2 separate regions of the Bicyclus anynana genome follow, and region 1 is linked to region 2. A link is a contact called in public Hi-C data. All regions are on one chromosome and are shown on one strand. Each heading gives the region's core, a stretch centred on a gene start, on an enhancer-like site or on the middle of the called end of the contact. The rest is flanking DNA. Distances are from core to core; before and after follow the strand shown.

Region 1 (3,680 bases), core at 439-2,938, 320 kb after region 2:
CTTTAAAGTTTCTTCAAGTATTTGTACAAGTATAGTTTCACCAGCACTAGAAACATTCTTAATATCAGTTAAATTTTCTGTAACAACATTATCTCTTATTAACTGCTTACTTATCATATTCCAGACTTTGACATAGAGGAATGCATCATCAGCCCCAATTCCTATTACAACAACTATAACTAACAGATTCATGAATGGAAAAAAGTCCAAATTAAACACATATATGTAAAAAAAATATGCAACACCAAGTGAATAAGTAATAGCTGTAAACAACAGCAATGTTAGAAGCAAAGATTTTGTATAAACCCAAACACATATGAACACAAAGAAACCACCAAGTCCTATGAGCCAAGTGTCTTCAATAATCCATAAATCAAACAGAGCATTTTTCAATCCAAAATCCATTGCTGGGATGTTAAGAATATTGAAAGACATATTTGATTCTTGTAATTTTAAATAATATGGTAGAGTGGTGCTACTAGTCGGCAAGGGCAAAAATATCATTACATTTTTTACAAATGTCTCTGAAAACAGTGGAGGAGAAAATGCATTTGAATCTATAATGTAAAATAATAAATTGTATACAGCATCATACTGGGAGCAATACTTTGGCACATGACATCTATCCATTTCACAAGAGGCCATCAGGGAAAAGTTATGAAAGTAGCCCGCACATTTCTTTAGTATATTTACAGCATAAGTAACATCATCTCTGGTTAAATTTTCACAAGAATTCTTACCAGACATTAAAGCTATGTAGTTTGGCACACTCCATATGGGGCAACATATTTCTTCTGCTTGCATTGATCGCTGACATAGATTATAAAAGTCATCTTTAGTAAAATCAATAAGGAAGGTTTGCAGTTGACAAACATTCTGTACATTCTCAAAAGTGAGCATTGATTTATTGTCATTTGAAGTGACCACCAAGTGAGCGTAGTCAGCAACTGGGGCCCCACAACTACCAGAAGCATAGTTGTGGTGAAAATTATCAAATGTGCGCTGCATGTTTTTTAGAGACTTCCATTGTTTCCTTGTATGATTTTTTAAATAAACTGCATTTTCATCTTCAAATGAAACATTTTTCCCAAATCCCCAATGAACATGGTTGACAGTGAGATTTGTATCAGGGGAACTATAAAATGTTGTAGCATATCCTGTATTATTGTAATTCTGTTTTTTCTTGTGTTTTCGAGGATGTTTGCGGCCAGACCTCGTTTTGTCCCTGTTGTAATAACTTTCGTTCATACGAATTTGATCTTCTATTTCTTTAGGATTTACGGCGAGCCTTTTGGACGGTCTTGTCTCCTCAATAAGGTTTTCCCAGGCTATGAAACGGTGCGCTAACGTTGTACCTCTCGTTTCGAAACCAACTATAGGGTCGGAAAATGAAGGAAAGTCGTGGCACACTAGAGGTATTACAGTGAGGATCGTGGAAGTGACTAAGATAGCAAACAGCAAAAAGTAGGAGTAACGAACAATAAACCTCGCATAAGCTGAAAACATTTTTAGACCTTGACTTCATTGATTTCATATTTATCAATCCATTCTTACTCCATTTTGTACTTAAGTGGAACCAATACATGTCCTTAAAGCTGTTCGACGACTTCACATGTTATTATGTGATCACATTTTTTTAATATTTGAATGTTTTTCTAAAAATCTATGTTTAGGTTTGAAATAAATTGAACAGTGAACACAATTTCATGTCCATGACTCAAGATAAACAAACGTCAATGTCAGTTGTCTATAAGCAACTTTGAACTTACAGACACAGATTATATATTAGTTTGCTTACAAATGTCAAAAATTCGTCAGAGATACAAACAGACAAAAATCTTTATAGATTCGGTAAGAAGCGCATTTTACAGCAGTTAGTGATCACATTCCACTAAACGTTCAAAATCATACGTTAGCGTCCAAAAGATTGCAGCAGTCATTCCACAAGACGACTTTAATTAATGTATTAAATTACAATTATTGCAGTTTCTTATCGTTTGATTATTTTAATTGTATGTTTGTTCAAAATTCTATAATTATATTTAAATTTATATACCAATAATTAAAAAATTCAGACCACCTGACTTTTTTGAGTATTTGATTTTTTTTGTTATTTTGCTTTATTTTGTCAGCAAGGGCCAAAAACTAAAACTGTAAACAGTACCAAAAAATTTAATATACACATAATTTCAATCTAAGCTTTCAATACTTTTAAAGATTCTGAGATTTGACCAATAAAGAAGTTTACTTTAATCTATGGTATTTTTATTAAAATATGGCAACATTTTCTTGTCTCTGACATCTTGTGATCACAAGACTTCTCCGTTTTTGAGTTTTCTGTCAAGGTAGAAATTGGAGAAAAAAGGCCGTCCCTTTTCGGGATCTCCTGGTTTAAAAGCTCCATCCGACGAAAACCACCATCAAGATGAGATATTTCCTGACGTACCTGTTTGTGTTGCTGTTGTCGCTCGCCATACCCATATTTTCGTTATACTATCTTCTAAATGGAAAGGGTGAGCAGATCAGTTTCGGATGGTTCCTGGAGCACACGTCTCCCTACATGTGGGGGACGTTGGGAATAGCGTTCGCCGTGTCGTTCTCGGTCGTGGGCGCCGCCATGGGGATCCACACCACCGGAGTGAGCATAGTGGGTGGTGGTGTCAAAGCGCCTAGAATTAAGACCAAGAACTTGATCTCCGTTATTTTCTGTGAAGCTGTGGCGATTTACGGTCTGATCACAGCCATCGTGCTGTCGGGCATGTTGGAGCAGTACAAAGAGCCGTTCTTGGATATATCAATCAAGCAAAACAACTGGATGGCTGGATACGTGATGTTCGGAGCTGGTCTGGCCGTGGGACTGGTGAACTTGTTCTGCGGCATCTCTGTCGGGATCGTGGGCTCCGGGGCGGCGCTCGCGGACGCAGCCAATGCAGCGCTGTTTGTGAAGATCCTGATTGTGGAAATCTTTGGGTCTGCTATTGGTTTGTTTGGCCTTATTGTGGGCATTTATATGACGTCGAAAGTGAAAATGGGCAACCAGTAACTTAAGAAGAAAGTCATACTTGAATTTAAGTGTAAGTATTTTTTGTTAGTGAAATGTTGCGAATTGTATTATTTATTCTAATAAATATTGGTTGTTCTGTCGGAGTTATTAATTCATATTTATTTAAAAATAACATCCTAACTATAGTAATAATCCAGTATTAATGTTAGTTATGCATATAATTTCAATGGCAATAGTAAATATTCTAATTAAATATCTAATAGTACATACAAAATCTGTGTCCAGAAGACAAACTTGCAAAAAAGTAAATGAAAAATCATTAATCTTTATACTGCTATGTATTGGTTAACTTTAAATTTGGATGATTATTAGCAGAGGCCCTAGTCACTAATAATGTGGCTTTGGTAAAAGAATTTTCAAAATCGGTTAAGTACATCCAAAGATTATGCCCTATAACCTCAGAAACACACAGAGTCATTAACTGATTAAATACACAGCTAAAACTCATGTGATACAACAGCAGAGTATGCCGAACTAGTTTCAAACCCATATGGGGCCCTTAGTCATGAGCTGGTTCGTGAGTTTTAGCTGTATCTCATAATTAATTAATAACACTTACAATTTTAAAACCTAAAGTTTTAATTCTAAAATAACTCACTAACTCTTAATATTGGTA
Region 2 (3,392 bases), core at 702-3,201:
TGATTCTGCTATGTGTACAGTTTTAACATTCATCATAAGAAATACAATAATTAGCATTTTGAATTCAAGCATTCAAATTAATTAATAATAAGTAAAATCATAAATTCATATTGCTGCACTTCTATCTTTAGCAAAATATTCGAAAAAGCACTATATTATAGCATTATATTAACGAAATATTCATGTTTTAAAGAAAAATTTATTTCTTGTCAAGCAATTTTACTAGAGGTCGCCCAACAATTTATAATCTACACTGATGTAGGGTTAATTACCAACAAGTATTTGGCAGCAGGCACTATAGGCATTTGATAGTGTTATGGTGTAAATGGAAAGAAAGGAAACGACTCTACATGTAATTAATGAAAAAGTCCTGAACTTGCTGTTTCTATTTAGTAAATAGAATACAGGAAGTAGACTTAAGTGAAAATGGCCTATTGGTTCTGTAGTAAAAATGTGGTTCCTTCCTTATCTAGATATGGATAAACAGAAAATAATTTAGTTTGCAGATAAAACATCTTGTATTTTCTGTCTTTTGGTCTTTCATCCTTTCAATTCTTCTATGTTTGATAAATAGTTGTTGATGAAATACCACTACAACATTGATTGAGCTAATGATCAGTGATGTACCGCCCAGCGGGTCAGACGGGCAGTAGAGGGCGCGGTGGGCGGGCAGCTACACGAGCACGGTTGTAGACTAGCACGCCGAGCAGCGCCAACGCCATGCCGGCCAAGTTAAGTGGTGGTGCAGGGTTGCGTAGCAGCAGCAGTGAGGCTGCCACAACACAGGCTCGCTTGGCGGCCGATGCCACTGCGTAGCCGAGCGGCGATATACGCGACAGCACGCTGAAGGCGGCCACGGCCTGCAGCCATGCCAGCACGCCGTCCGCTGCCAACAGAGCGGCCGCGCGTCGCGTCCACGGCGCGCGGGCCGCCGCCCCGCCCTCCACGCTCAGCCACAGCGGCAACAGGGGCAGCAGCGCCAGCGCGCTCAGCAGCTGCAGCAGGCGCAGGTGGTGCACACGCGCGTCACGCAGCGCGTGCTTGGCGCCCAGGTGCTGCAGGCTGAGCAGCGCGGCGGCCGCCAGCGCCGCGCCCAGCCCCAGAGCGTCGAACTGCAGCTCCGTGAGCGACGCCACGCCCACGCCCAGCGCTATGAGCAGCAGCGCGCCAGCCACACCACGCGCCAAGCGCTCGCCCAGCAGCACGCGCGCCAACAGCGCCGTCCACAGCGGCGTCGTCGCCTTCACTGCACACGAGCACGCACAGTGTTATTGACAGAAAGCGCGCAAGTGCACGCGACGGGCAGGCACTGACCGGTGTGCGCGTAGGACACGGGCACCTTCCACAGCGAGATCTGCGTGCACACGGTGGTGAGGAACTTGGCGGCCGCCAGCGGCAGCAGCACCCGCAGCACGGTAGCGCGCGGGAAGGAGGGCGCGCGCCGCACACCACACGCCGCCAGCGCGGGCACACTCAACGCCGCCGTGGCTGCCAGCTGCGCCACCGTCACGGTGACGGGCAGCGGCAGCTCCGTCAGCAGCAGCTTGCCCACCACGTTGCTGGCCGAGCTCAGCGCGTACCACGCGGCGCACAGCGCACCAACCACCAGCACCTCGCTCTGCGACATCTTCGCTCCGCGTTCGACTCACCTAGCTTTACATATTATTTTTCACTTTTCTATCAAGTCATTTTCTATAGATATTTGTCTTGCGATACTTATCATATTCTAGACATAGCACTCATTTTGTTCTCTCTAAATATAAGCTAAGTAATAAATTAAAATAAAAAGTATCAATCTCCAGCATTCGGATTTGCTTTATTGTAAGATGTTTGTGCTATAATAATAATATAGTGTGATTGTTTTAATTCAAGAAAATTCTAATTTTAAATTTCTTTTCAATAAAATAAACTGCGAGCCAACGACCGACGTGTCACTGTCAATCTGTCAAATGTCAGTTGTCAACTTGTCACATGTCACATCTGTCACGTCATTGTCATATGTGTCTACTGCAAACTCAAGACTAAATAAAAAGGACCTCGCTAGACGCAGAGAGTAAAATTGCTTCTTGGCTAGACGATTTAAATCAAGAATTACATATTATGAAAAATGTTTAATAAAAAAAAGTTAAATAGAATTGATGTTTATTTGTTGTTATCGTTTTCATCGTATAAAGAGCTCCCTAAAAATGGCAAAAAAACGGTTGACAACTTCTACTTTACTAAAAGACTACGTTTCATTTGTATTTCTAAGTTAATTATATTAACTAAATAAACAATATCTAAAAAGATCGGTTGTCTGTAAGTCGGTTTACTGACGATAGTTAAACATGACAACGTCGTAAGAAAATACTGATGGAATGGTTGCATTTTTCAATAGAAAATGATCGTTTTTCTAAAATACTGTTTAATCTTCTTAGACCAGAATATACTTTATTTCTTGTAAAAAAGTGTGTAGCCCTAGAGCGAGGGAGAGCTGGCCCCATTGAATTATAAGACGTTGTCACGTCTAAAAAACAATTCTTCAGGTGGAACAGGCAATAGCAAAAGATCGATCATGTAATCGAATATTCTGTGTATATATTTTGCGCATAGGCTAAGCTAGGTGTTTGTGAATTTGAGTAAACATTATACACGTTTGTTTATTGCTTATCTTTACAGTATTGTGTACTGTAAGATATGGACACTACATATATGTATTTATTTTAATATTATTTTAATATTTTCGGTGTGTGAGTTTATCTCGTCCCCTTTGACTATAATTATTATATAGCTCTTAAAATTTTAATTAATAAATACCATAATTGAATATGGCTCATCCTCCTCAAAAAACGAAGCACATTTTTGTTGGTGAAATTGGGTGCTATACTAGTCCTTTTGTAATTGGTCCGAGAGGCATAAGGATACAACGTCGGTGTCTACCTCAGACTAATTAGATAAAGACCTGCCTCGCAAGACATTATTTTTCTGTCAAAGTATCAAAGTCAAAGTCAAAGTAAAGTATATATGATCAACGATCTTATGCGATTATAAACACTGTCTCTAAAAAATCGATGTTTCATAGTTTACAACCGTGTCCGTCGGTTAAAAACCTCCGTAAAAATACCTTTTTGTGTAGTTTGGTATAAAAAACGAACAAAAACTGCTAGTTTAGTATAAAATATGTATAAAATCTAAGCTCGTTTTCCTTAGAAAATGGCAGAAAATTTTGTTCGTGAATTTGGGTGCGATACTAGTCCTTATGTATTTAGTCTGAGGTGTCTACATCCAACAACAACACTCAACAAGATTATCAAAAACAACATGAGAACATCTCTAGAATCTTTACTCTGTGATTACTGACATTTCGTTCATTCTTCATCTTCATTCGTAATTCTTCATTTTCATTTGTCAAA

The links. Hi-C and Micro-C count contacts between places; a contact is called where the count stands out from the background.
Region 1: a Hi-C map of whole body shows a contact between it and region 2, with 4 times the contacts expected there. The contact joins the promoter of LOC112047277 here to the promoter of LOC112043520 in region 2. A contact is called at or near these places in 2 of 2 Hi-C or Micro-C datasets (whole body and whole larva).

What each region holds. Positions count from the first base shown.
Region 1 is chr7:4,297,311-4,300,990 of ilBicAnyn1.1, forward strand. It overlaps LOC112047277 (protein dispatched), which reads right to left and starts at 1,689. Exons shown (of 1, transcript XM_024084350.2): 1 at 1-1,689. The coding sequence starts at 1,506. LOC112047269 (V-type proton ATPase 21 kDa proteolipid subunit c'') reads left to right here and starts at 2,291. Exons shown (of 2, transcript XM_024084339.2): 1 at 2,291-3,074. The coding sequence starts at 2,426. The coding sequence ends at 3,043.
Region 2 is chr7:3,975,788-3,979,179 of ilBicAnyn1.1, forward strand. LOC112043520 (solute carrier family 35 member E1 homolog) reads right to left here and starts at 1,952. Exons shown (of 2, transcript XM_024078984.2): 1 at 1,315-1,952; 2 at 1-1,246. The coding sequence starts at 1,627. The coding sequence ends at 639. It overlaps LOC112043515 (palmitoyltransferase ZDHHC18-like), which reads left to right and starts at 3,376. Exons shown (of 4, transcript XM_052882514.1): 1 at 3,376-3,392.